Regions from separate parts of the Zea mays genome. Here all the other regions are linked to region 1. The links are chromatin contacts, called in public Hi-C maps. All regions are on one chromosome and are shown on one strand. The core of a region is the stretch at or near the end of the contact, and the rest is flanking DNA. Distances in the headings are between cores, read along the strand shown.

Evidence for each region. A called contact is a pair of places that touch in the nucleus more often than the background predicts.
Region 2: a Hi-C map of leaf shows a contact between it and region 1, with 2.4 times the contacts expected there. The contact joins the promoter of LOC103638752 here to the enhancer-like site in region 1. A contact is called at or near these places in 2 of 25 Hi-C or Micro-C datasets (both in leaf).
Region 3: a contact with region 1 is called in a Hi-C map of leaf, with 3 times the contacts expected there. The contact joins the promoter of LOC100191259 here to the enhancer-like site in region 1. A contact is called at or near these places in 3 of 25 Hi-C or Micro-C datasets (ear, leaf and tassel).

Annotation. Positions count from the first base shown.
Region 1 is chr9:102,251,736-102,255,785 of Zm-B73-REFERENCE-NAM-5.0, reverse strand. No RefSeq gene overlaps it. Among protein-coding and RNA genes, the nearest start is that of LOC100193380, 99 kb to the left of the region's middle. Within about 2 kb of position 2,650, at least 6 of the 20 cell types and tissues checked have an H3K27ac peak or open chromatin away from gene starts, as enhancers often do. A contact at or near this core is called in leaf, where this site is marked.
Region 2 is chr9:102,078,857-102,082,764 of Zm-B73-REFERENCE-NAM-5.0, reverse strand. It overlaps LOC103638752, which reads right to left and starts at 1,747. Exons shown (of 4, transcript XM_008661577.3): 1 at 665-1,747; 2 at 187-327; 3 at 1-81. The coding sequence starts at 1,333.
Region 3 is chr9:102,016,534-102,020,832 of Zm-B73-REFERENCE-NAM-5.0, reverse strand. It overlaps LOC100191259, which reads right to left and starts at 1,817. Exons shown (of 3, transcript NM_001136693.1): 1 at 1,231-1,817. The coding sequence starts at 1,653.

The DNA of each region.
Region 1 (4,050 bases), core at 1,401-3,900:
ATGTAAAATTTCTTTATAATTTTTACGTATGAATAGTTGTAAGTTCTTAATCCTTTGGATTCATCTTAGCATTCAAATAATTGGAACAAAAATGTATCGAATTATCTTTATGGTACTTTATCTGTTTTAACTGGTCCACAACAAGCTTGACTGATCAGGCTCGTGTTAATGGAGTTTTCATGGCGAATTTGGTGGGCATTAAATTATAGAACACATCAACAATTCTAAATTAAAGCTGGCATGGCATGAAAGATAGGATTCGAAGGGGGTTAGTATTCATGAGAACAATTAAATTTTCCGTTACAACAAGCTTGACTGATTAGGCTCGTGTTTTCCACAAGGATTTTGCATATTATAGTGATGTTTGTCGTTCAGTATCAATGTTTCATTCAAATTTTTTACTTCCGTTGCAACGCACAGGCACATACCTAGTATATATATATATATAGAGAGATTGTATATTAGGAGCCCTGGGCTTCCAATAACTAAAGGAAGCCCAGGCCAAATAGTGCAATCCGGTCGAGCCGGACCAGGTCCAGACGTCTATAAAAGCTAGGGATCAGTTTTTCACGCCCCATCTCGGTTCATTAGCGACGGCGGTTGCCCGATAGCGCGCGCGGCGGTGGACCCTCGGCCGGTGGCCGCGGCTCCCCGACCTCGACATGCGGTGGTGGCGGTTCCCAGGCCGGCGGCGGCGGCCCCCGATCCAGAGGGCGAGCGATGGCAGTGCCCTTGTGCGGTGGCGGCGGTTCCCAGGCTGGTGGCCGCAACTCCATTACCTCGACGCGCGGTGGTGGAGGTTCCTCAATCCGGAGTAGTGGCGGCGGTTCCCCGACCCAGAGGGCGAGCAACAGCGGGGCCCTTGTGCAGGCAAGCGGCGGCGTCCCCGAAGCCTCGAGGAGGCGGCACTTCCAAGGCCGGCGAGCAAGCGACGCCCGTCGACGTGCGAGCGACGGCGACACATGAGGCACGAAGTTCGAGCGAGCGACGTCACGGAAGGCGCGAGATGCGCGCAACGATGATCGCGCGTGACATCCTCCGATCCGGCGCAGTTTTCTTTTCGATTATTGTGTTTTATGCCTACCACATGTATTATTTACGCTAAAAACTGTACGATTTTATGCTTGAACACAGAGTTCGTATATCAGTTTACTGCATGCATATTGGAAAGGCAATTCCTTGATTTATGTTGTTCGTAATTTGCGCGCATGCAATGGAAACTCCCACGATTTTGCCATAATTTTTGGATCTGTATAAAAATAGAAACCGCATGCATACGGCTGCCATGTTTTTTGGATCTGTCATAAAAATAGGATCGTAATAACAACCTACTAAAGCTACCAACCTTTAATTGACTCGGTATTTACGCTTATAATTGAGAGATTTTATGCTCAAAACTTAAGGTTTTTACGCTTCACCCGGAGATGCGTCCACCAGTGAACAACATGCTAGATTTTTTACGCAGTGTAAGGAATTGCATAAATACCTACACAGTGTAGCATAATTTGTTTCAGTATACATCATAAACTAGTTCTAATGCGTTTAGTTGCATGACTATTGGAGGGATCTTATATTTATGAAGGAAATAAAACATTAAATGCGATTTTTTGTTTCTATGCATGCAATTCATTTCCTTTCATTGCATATTCTTTCCATCATAAATTCGTGTGCATGCAGCTGGTAGCAGATTTTTACGCAGTATACCGAATTGCATAATTATCTACATAGTGTATCATATTTAGTATCAGTATATATCATAAAATGATCATTACGAGTTTTAATTAGTTGCATGTCTGTTGCAGTGATGCTAAATTTATGGAGGAAATAAAGCCTTTAAAATAGAGCAGACTCTTATTTCTAAATATATTTGGGTCTTTGTTGATTTCGCTCTAGGTCTCTTATTTCTGGAGACGGCCTGCTTGTGTGGTTGAGGTATTTACATGCATGAGCAGACTCTGATAAGGCTATGATGACACCTTCTGAATTGAGCTGAGCCGAGTGTTTGCTTGGCCGAAACGCAGAACCGGCAATAACGCTATGTTTGTTAAGGGCTCTTGAAATCACGAGTGGAAGATATCAAATGAACCTCTGATGAGTGTAGTTCTTTCACAGCCTATTAAAGATTGACAATTGATAAGGCTACGCTAACAAATCTTTTCCACGGATGACTGAATCTGAATATCACCAAGGACTAGTTTGAGAACCTCATTTTCCTAAGGGGTTTCTATTTTCCAAAAGAAAATTAGTTTATTTTTTCTTAGGAAAACAGAAATCCCTTAGAAAAATGGAGTTTCCAAACTAGCCCCAAATTAAAAACGAGAAGCAAGAGCGGGGTATCTCCCTACGTACCAACAATTAGCTTAAGCTTTTCAGATTCTCGGACTGTGGCTTGTGACTTGTACCTATCGACTTGAAAGCTCCAATCTTCCTCGACATATCTTGATGTCATTTGCTGGACTGTCGATGTTGCTGTCCTCTACCTAGTCCACAAGCTACACACTTCTCTCATGGACCTTACTGAAAAATGTCACCCAAGTAGACCTCCAAAAAGTCTGAAGCGCAAATCTTGTTGGAAGCTAGCTATAGATAGTAGTAGGACACGCCAGATATGACAGATGGACTGGGCCGTCAATTATTCGCCTTTATTTTCGACCCATCCGCCTCCCTTCATGGTGCAACCAGTGGGCTGGGCCTTTAAAGTCCAAAGCAACTCTGAATACTAGAGCATGCAAAACTACATAAGACAACATGGTAATATGATAGTGAGTGCCTCGGTAGAATGCATGTGCAGTCACAGGCTCATGCTTTCTTGTCAGTTCATGGCTTTGGTGTTTTATCAAAGTTTGGATGGAACATAAGTTCATTTACCCTAACTACTCAAGCACTATAAATTCACAAATCAGTTTTTCTCGTTGCAAGGTGATCAAAATAGTAAATTATGAAGGTTAGAACTAGTTGTGAGATATTGGAGGAAACCAATGAAAGTTAGTTGTGCTCATTGTCGTTGATACTGAAACAAAGTTGAACGCTTCAATCTAGCTTGCATGATTGCATTATATATAAGCAATAGGTGTTGTGATTCTTCGGTTGTTCCATGATTTGTTGGTAGAGTTCAAGAAGACATGTTTCTACTTCGTATTTAGTTTCTTGAAGAAAAAGGCGGCTCAGATCAAATTATCGGATTTGAAAAGTAAATTTGTAGTCAAATCACCATGTAGCTAGTATATAATGCAAAGTATAAATTAATTAATAAAAATACTTTGCATTCATGTTGAGTTTTGTTTGTTGCAATTTATGCTTGAAATAGAAAATTTAACTCATCTCTAAATTAGACTTGAATTTTCAATTTAAAATAGAAAGCAAAAAATAGAAATATAAGCTAATATAATAGATCGATGTATGTTTAGTTGGTTTGTTTGTACACGCCATTCTATAGGTAAAGTTGATATAAATTAGGATATCGCAATAAGATATTTAAGAAAATACTCCTTTCAGCACGCGTGTAACACCCAAAAAAATTTTAAATTTTAAGTAAAAATATATTCTAATATTTATTTAAATTGAAGGACTAATATGATTAGTACAAATTAACAACAATATTATTGGAATAAAATAGATAAGTTAGAGTTCCTAACAGATAGGATAAGATTGTAACATATAAGTACCAGATTAAATCTGTCATGTAATGGATTTGGTTTTGAGTTTGTTACAGTTCCTAATAGATAGGATAGGATTGTAACAGACAAGTATCAGATTAGATCTATTATGTAATAGATTTGGTTTCGAGTTTGTTATAGTTCCTAATATATAGGATATGGTTGTAACAGATAAGTACAAGATTAGATATATCATGTAACCACCCACCTCCTAGCCTATATAAATACATGCCACCATAACACCTCAGGCCATCAATCAAAGACTCATCACATCCATAGCCTCGCAACAGCCACCGCTCGCCGGTGGGCCTGCCACCGCGGGCAGGATGCCACAGCCCTGTTCCAGCATGAACAGGATCATGCGAGGGAGAAACGGCCCTGGCCATCGATCTGG
Region 2 (3,908 bases), core at 498-2,997, 170 kb after region 1:
GATCAAGGCGCTCTCACCAGCACGAACGTAGAATCTCTTGCCCGAGTTCCTGTCAGAGATGTAGAAGTTCGTCACCCGTGCCTGCCAGAGAAACACAACAGCCATGCATCCTTCAGTGCCCACATCACTTCGACTGCGAAACCGTATCCATCAGGTATTCAGGTGGCAGTAATAACGAGAGTTGACCTCAGAGTGTCTCAGCCGCCACCGCCGACGGCTGCAGCACCAGCCCCATCGACGGCGCTCGAACAGCTGAACGGACGTGAGCACGCACCTGGCGGCGTCGTGGAAATTGGCACCCAGGGGGCGGCGACCGCAGGTAACTTGCTGCAGGAAGCCGGTCACGTAAGAACAGAGCATTCCAAATATACTTGAGCAGATTAGAGTTTCTCGCTACTGCTTTGGTGAAGCGATAATAACAAGTTAAGCAACGCATGCATTGCTTTGGCCTAAGCAAAAGTGGTTTGGTAGCTTGGAGACCATTGACCATGCATGAAACTCATCAATTTTTTACTTGTCATGCATGCATAGACTGGGAGAATACCGATGCAATTGTTAGCGACGGCAGAATCGTACGTCAGGTAATGGATTTGGTAACATTGAAGCAAAGATGGAAGGCAATAGCTGATTGGTTTCAGCGGAGATTGACTGAAGCAGAGCTCACCCCGGTGATCTTGACGAGCTCGCCGATGGGCATGTCCCCGCCGTGGTCGTCGAACACCGTATCGGGGAACCGGCGGAAGAACCTCTCCGCCTCGGCCGCCGTCCGGCACGCGTTCGACGCGAACACCGCCGCGACGGCGGCCACCGCGCCGCCCGCCGCGGCGAGGACCTCCCACCGGCGCCACGACACGAGGCAGAAGGCCCCGGCGCCGACGGCGGCCGCGGCCGCCACGGCCACCAGCACGTAGCACGCGAACGGGACGCCGAGCCTCGCCGTCCCGCGCGCCGCCACGGCCGCGCCCGCCTCGTTCCCGGCGCCGCGCCTCCTGCCGCTCCCCTTCCTCGACGACCCGACCGCCGGCGACGGAGAGGGCGCGGGGGACGGGGACGGCCCGACCAGGAGCCCCGGGTGCGAGAGCTGCGACAGCGGTCCCGACGCCGGCGACGGCGAGGGCCGGGGCAGCGGGCCGGAGCTGCGGCGCGAGGAGGCCGGCGACGGCGCCTGCGACTGCGACGCGGCGATGTCGAACATCCGGCCGAGCTCGCCCGAGCGCGCCACGTCCCCGCCCGTGTACGGCGGCGTGGCGGCCGACCCCGACGACAGCCGCCGCTCCCGCTTCCTGTCCGGCGCGGGGCCGGACACGTACATGCCGCTCCCGATCTGGTGCATCCCGTCCGGGGCCGAAAGAAGCCGCAGGGGCACGGCGATCCCGCGGACCCGAGCCAAGGAGTGGAAGAAACGGCAAGAGGAAGAAGAAGGAGGAGAAGAAGAGTCCAATCCACTCCCGTCGCGGCGTCGATGTGAGACTAGCCGGCTAGGGCGGCTGCTGCTTTAGGGCGCGACGTGTTGTCGTGATCGTCTTATCAAGAACAGAGTAGGGAGCACTGCAGCGCACGCGGGCGCGGACACGGCGCGCAGCACCAGTGCTAGCTCCCGAGCGGGGCCGGCGGCTATGCTTACTCGGCGCGCGCGGTGCGTTTGCTTGATCGCGAATTCATCCGGGGTCGGCAGGACCGGATGCCATCGATCATGGCCAACGCTTTCAGTACGAAGCTACCATTTGAATACTTGATCCGGGTCGCTGGTGGCAGAGTAATACGGCCGGAAGTGGCGGTAAAACTAAGAAGAGCCAGCCACCCGGCGCGCGCGCGCGCGTTCTCCAGCTCTTCTGCCGGCGTGCGCGTACGTGGCACGCTGGCACACGCCGTGCTGACGGCAGAGATCATTGCGCATTTTATTAGAGGTTTTAGTCGCTGTCAGTTCGGGATACTTGCCTTTCGTCGTGGCTTCTGATACTCTCTGTCTCTCTTCTAAAACAGTGGCAAAATCAAATCCACGAATCCATTCAGAGCGCAGAACGGCCCGCCATAATAAAAAGAACTCAGGAGGCCCCCTTCAGCATTACCTCCGGCGGAATCGTGGCCGCTGTTCCAAGATCGCCGTGAGGCAGGCAATGACGATGTTTTTATTTGGCCGGTCTTTTTTATATCTAGGGGACAGCGACGCGTGAGAGCACTTGCACAAATTGCCCGCTTTATAGCCTATTTAAGGTCTTGTTCGTTTGTGTCAGATTGGTGGGTCGGAACGATTTCTAACCGGATTGCTTCTCTAATTTATATAAACTTTGATTAGCTAGAACGATTCCGGGTGCAATCCGATAGAAACGAACAAGGCCTAAGGCAGCTCCCCCTTTAAAAGCTAAATTTAGATCAAGACATTCACTAGTGAATCTGGATCCGCTAATAAACTGATTGGATACATAGTAGCTCAATGAAATTGAGTTTGTGACTAGAATGGCCTATTTTACCCCTTGGGTTATTTGATAATCCTTTTGTTTTAATTTATAATTCGTTTAACTTTTGTATCAGGTTTGACTCGCTCATCTTATTCATTGTTTTAGAAAAAATAAAAAAAATTCATAGTCGTCCTTAAAGTATATTAATATTATATGCTAAACAATGTTACATTAAAAATTTATAATAAGACGAGCTGATCAAATCTAGGATTAAAAAGACAAACAAATTAGAAATTTGAATGGATGGAGTATATCTATTTTTTATACGGTACATATGTTATATTGATATTTATGAAAAGGTGAATCTGAATCTATTATTCACCATAGAGCGCCCACTAGTGAATTTGGATCTTAGTGAATTGTTCGGATGCACAGGAGCTTCAGAAGTTCAGATCCATGAAACAGAGATTTGGTTGGAATGACTTGTTTTGCCCTTTGGGTTGTTTGATATATCTAGTTTTACGTTGGGCACATGTTTTGTTGATATTTATTCAAAAATGACTTTTAAAATGCAATATTTTTCACACAAATACTCATGAGCATTTAATATTATCATACAAGATACATAAATAATTAATATATATTTATGACAATGTCTCAGTACTATTATGATTGTCCATAAATAAAGATAACTAAAAATTAAATGAAGGCTAGTTTTTTTAATTACATGCTAATTCCAAGCATAAGCAAGAATTGTGGCGGCATTAGTTTCTATAGTAGTGTCATTTGATGTGATTGCATATCGGTTATACCTTTTGCGTATTGTTGTATAAAGTTGAGATCATGATCGAAACAAGCAGAGTTCAAATCCTCTATCATGCTCACAAATAAAAATATGATTTATGAAAGACCATACAAGAAACAATAATTTTTTTGTTTCCACATAGACCTCTCAATAATATTTCGAATAGAAGAGTGAATGTGATTGAAATTTTCGGATGATGTTTTTTGTTCCATACATGTATGTCAATCTGATATGTGTTATCTTTTACCATTGTAAGGAGCTAGATAGCTAGACCGATTAGAATATCCGGCATCAACAACATAGTATTTATCTACACATGTTAAAAATAGCATTTGCTATGATGACAAAAGACACCGAGTACATAATTATTTATTCATTTTACCTTGCAGAGGACTTGAGAGGATTTTTGTGTCCATATTAATTGTATTGTATAGCACAATCATATCATGCATAAATGTCGATTGGTCCATGGATACATATGCAAACCTCATATCAAATCACAAACTACCAAGATATTTTGAGTGATTATCCTTGTTTTCTCAATATACCTAACTCCTTCATTTGGTTGAAGAGAGACTAGAATGTGTATCATCTAGAGCACAAATGCAATCCTTGAAATGTGGATACACTTGTCTATCATCTCTTATTCTCTTATGAATTGTACGAAAAAATAAGGTCCTTAGGTATAATAAAATCCTTTGCCA
Region 3 (4,299 bases), core at 568-3,067, 230 kb after region 1:
TTGTTTTATACTCCTACGTTCCAAAAGCATATACTTTTTTTTTGAAATTGATAAGAGAGTTGCCTTTCATATTAAAAAGGGGATGGACGCCCAGAGAAGCTACAAATAATAAATCCCAACAAAAAGCGGAAAAAACATTAAAAACGGAGGCATGATCGCCATGCACCAAAAACACAAAGTTATAGCAGATTGGCTAAATGTTTTACCCCTCCCCGAATCCACCAACGAGCTTCCTCTTTGATCTTTGCCGGTCTGTTTGTCCCTTTTTATTTAAAATTCGCGAGTTTCTCTAACACCAAATCCTCTAAAAGACGAGAATAACGACAGATACTAGAATTCAAGTCAGCTCTTCAGGAGGTGAGAGCATGGGCGGACCTAAGGGAATAGGCTCCGGTCATTTTTGTGTTGCAACTTGCAAGTAGTAAAGACTAGGTTTTGACCATTATATCTCCTGCTAAGCTTAATTTAGATATACTCACTCTAACATTTTAGCGCGTTGTTGTAAGTGTGCTCTCACTCTCATTTCATTCTGTGTCCGTCCCTAGGTGAGAGTACAAGGCATGAACAGAACAGAACACAACCCAGCGGCCAGCGAAGATGGCAACACTGCAGATTAGGTCGCTACAGGTCTGCTAACCAACCGTGCTACGCTGGAGTTCATGACGGGTGGCGCCGTGGCGGCCTGGTGAAAGCACTGCCTGCCTGCAACCATTCGAATCCGACGCACTAAAATCTAAATGCGGAGGTCACCATGCCTTAAACACTGGCCGTAGCGTCCATCGGCCATCCGTAAGGCTCAGGCCGAGCGCCTTCAATTCCGGGAGCTCCAGCTGCAGGGGACCACTGGAGATTTTCTCTGCCGCCTCGACGTCGTCGTCGCGGAAGGCCGGAACGAGCTGACGAAAGGGAAGCTTAACTACTCCGAGCTGCTGTTTGCAGCCCTGCAGGCCTCATGGAATCTTCTCCCTGGCAACTCTTCCTGCCATCTTGGCCTTCTTGCCATGAAATGGTTTTGCTATCTTGAGGTGTGCCGCCAAGCGGATGCATGCACACGGCACACCTCTGGTCTCCCCCTTTGCAGCGCTTTTGCAGCCGTGCAGTGCGCAGGGATATCCGGTCTCTCGACCGAAATGGCAAGGTTGTTTTTTTTTAAAAAAAAACTTTTGGTTAACCATGGCAATTGTGAGTTGCGGCTATGCGAGTGCGGGGTAGCTAGGTCGCGTTGCGTACCAGGACGCCGGCGGTCTTGTTGTCGAGGCCGGTGCCTGCGGAGGCGAAGCAGACGCCGCGGGCGAAGTCCTGGATGCCGTAGGCGGGGTCGAGGTAGGCCGGGACCAGCGGCGGCAGGCCGAGCGCCTCGGAGATGAAGTCCGGCGGCAGGCGCCCGTTGCAGAACCGCCCCGTGGGCTGGGCCCCGCCGGCCATGTCGCGCCCGTACGGCGGGAAGTTGCTCTTCAGGATGGTCCCGATCGCGTTGTTGTTGCCCGTGTCCACCGTCGAGTCCCCGAACACGATCACCGCCGGCACCTTCGGGGTTGGCGCCGATGGACCGGCGCCGGCACCGGTGCAGCCGCAGCAGGACAGGGCGAGCAGGAGGAGCGCCGCCGCCTTCTGCAGCACGCTGGCCCGGCGATGGCCGCGCGGGGACGCCATTGCGGCGGAGCAGCGGAGGAGGCTTGTTTCCTGCCCGCCTGGGGTGCTTGTGCTGGTACGGTTGCAAACCGCGCACGGCTGTGCTCTGCAGACTGCAGCTGCGGCCTGCGGGCGCTGTGTCTAGTGACTGGTGGTGCTCATTAAATAGAGGGCCAAGCGGCGGTTCACGTTTGGTCCTTCCCCGCCGGGCTGACGAGCGCACACTACAAACAAAACCCCAGTGGGGCTTTCAAATTTAGGGCTACTATGGGACCCATATTTTCAAAGTATTTTTATTTTTTTAAATGAAAATTATTTTATTTTTCCTTGGAGAAATAGAAATCTCTTTAGCAAATGAACTTTCCAAACTAGCACTTACGTGAAAAAAATTAGTGGGGCTTTAACATGTATGTGAGGCCTCCTGAACCGGTTTTGGCTTTGGCTCCAACAGTAACCTGACAAAAAATAGCTCTAGACTAAGAGTACTCAAGAGTTGGAGCCACTTTTGGAAGAGATAACCTGACAAAAAATAGCTCTAGACTAAGAGTACTCAAGAGTCGGAGCCACTTTTGGAAGAGAAGCCAGAGTAAAAAAACGTCTCGGCTCCTCCCCACTCCTAGTCTTGCCTCTGTCCCGCTTCCTCTCTCTGCCCCACGCCCTGCCCGAATCCTGCACCCCACTTCCGATATAGTCAGCCCGCTCTCGACATTGCCTCCCCGCCCAGCGCCCGTCGTTGTGGTCCTGCGCCAGCCTTCAACGTCGTATGCTCGCTTGCCCGCCTCCTTGTCTTTATCGGCCTGTGACCGACATTGCTGGCCCAAGCTCAACGTCACCAACCCACGCTTGTCATTGCCTCCCCTCCCAGCGCCCGCCTCTATCACCACCGCAAGTCAGGCTATGGTCATCATTTTTATAATTTTATCGTGGTCATGAATAATTTACGCATTAATTGTCTATACACGCATCAGGTGTTCGTATAAATGGCTATATATGGGCACTATAGACTGTTGGGGGCCTTCTCTGGCCAAAGGTCCTCAAAACATTAAGTTGTCAATTATCTCTAAGTCTATTTCAGGTGTTCCAAATGAATAAGGAAGGCCACCTTCATTTCAAACCTTCATCTCGACAACATAGGTGAAGGGGAAGATAAGAGCTTCGGCTTCATGGTCTGGACTCGAAGCAAGTGGCCTGAATACGAAGAAGGAACCCACCATCACACGTGAAATCGTTTCGGGAATAAATGACGATGCTACCCATAGCAGTTTCTGTAGCTATATATAGGGTTCAAGGTTATAGTTTTAGATTCATATAGAGTTGTATGCCAGGTTGTCCTTATAAATAGATAAACATTGCACGTGCACAGGTCGAGGATTCACGTACTCTTGTGACACCAATCGATTCTACGTCTGAATTTGTATTTACTCATACCTTTGGATCTCTATCTATTGTTAAAGGTATAACTGTATTCATTTGTAACAAGGAATATTTAATACAAGAAACTTGACAGTAATGATTTTCCTTGATTATATTACCTCATCTATTTCTTTTAAAATTATAATTATAATATTCTTCCCCCTTCAATCTTTTTCTCAATCGGAGATAGATTGAAGGGAGGAAGGTCCCATGTTTTTTTATTACGTTGCCTTGTCTTGATCTGCCTCAGGAATCAAAACAAGTGACCAACATTGGTGCCCACCTCCGATGAATTCACGATCTCGACGAAGAGCATGGCAAGTTTTGGCACTTTGTCACGAACTTCAAGGTAGCTTATCCTCCTGATCATGGGAGGATCAAGATTTGAGCCCAACAACAAAAATAGAAGAGAGAAGCTCAAAGAAGGGTGTAACATGTTGGGGTTTCAGGGCCATACATTAGATCAAAATGGTCTCATGTTCCATTTACATTCTTTCAACAATACCTGTAGCTTAAAGATTACCCACACAATGATGTCATAGTTATATATTGCGTTATAAAGGGCTTCATGTTACACAATGTCTTAGTAGACACAAGTAGTTCAATAGATACCATATCTGCAAAAGCTTTCAGGAAAAATGCAAGAGCCAGAAGACACATTGCAAGAGGCCATGCGCCCACTCTGTGGTTTTGGATGAAAGCAGATAGTAGCACTGGAAAAGATAGCCATGCTACTAACATTTGACTATGTCCACAACACCAGAATTGAAGATATCACAATCGACATAGTCGACATGGAGTATTCTTACAATGGAATTATTGACAGAGGAACTTTGAATGTCTTTGAGACAATATTACACCCAACATGTCTATGCATGAAAATACCATCTAATCAAGGTCCAATCTAAGTCCGTGGAAGTCAAGAAGCCGCAAGAGGGGTCGAAGAAAGCTTGATAGATTCAAAGGCCATTCACAATATTGATGAAACTGAAGCCCAACCTCAAAGCAAACAAGCCAAGGATAAAGCAGTCTCAACAGACCAACCATAGCCAATTCTTCCTTGTGAAAATAGAGCTGATCAGAAGGTTCTCTTTGGATCACAATTATCATCAGAGAAAGAAGGAAACTTGAAATAATTCTTTTTTTCACAACAAAGAAGTTTTTTTGTCTGTCAATGATTTATGTAGGGTTGATAGAAGCATCATCGAGCACGCCTTAATGTGGACTCTAGCATAAAACAAGCAAAGCTTCAGT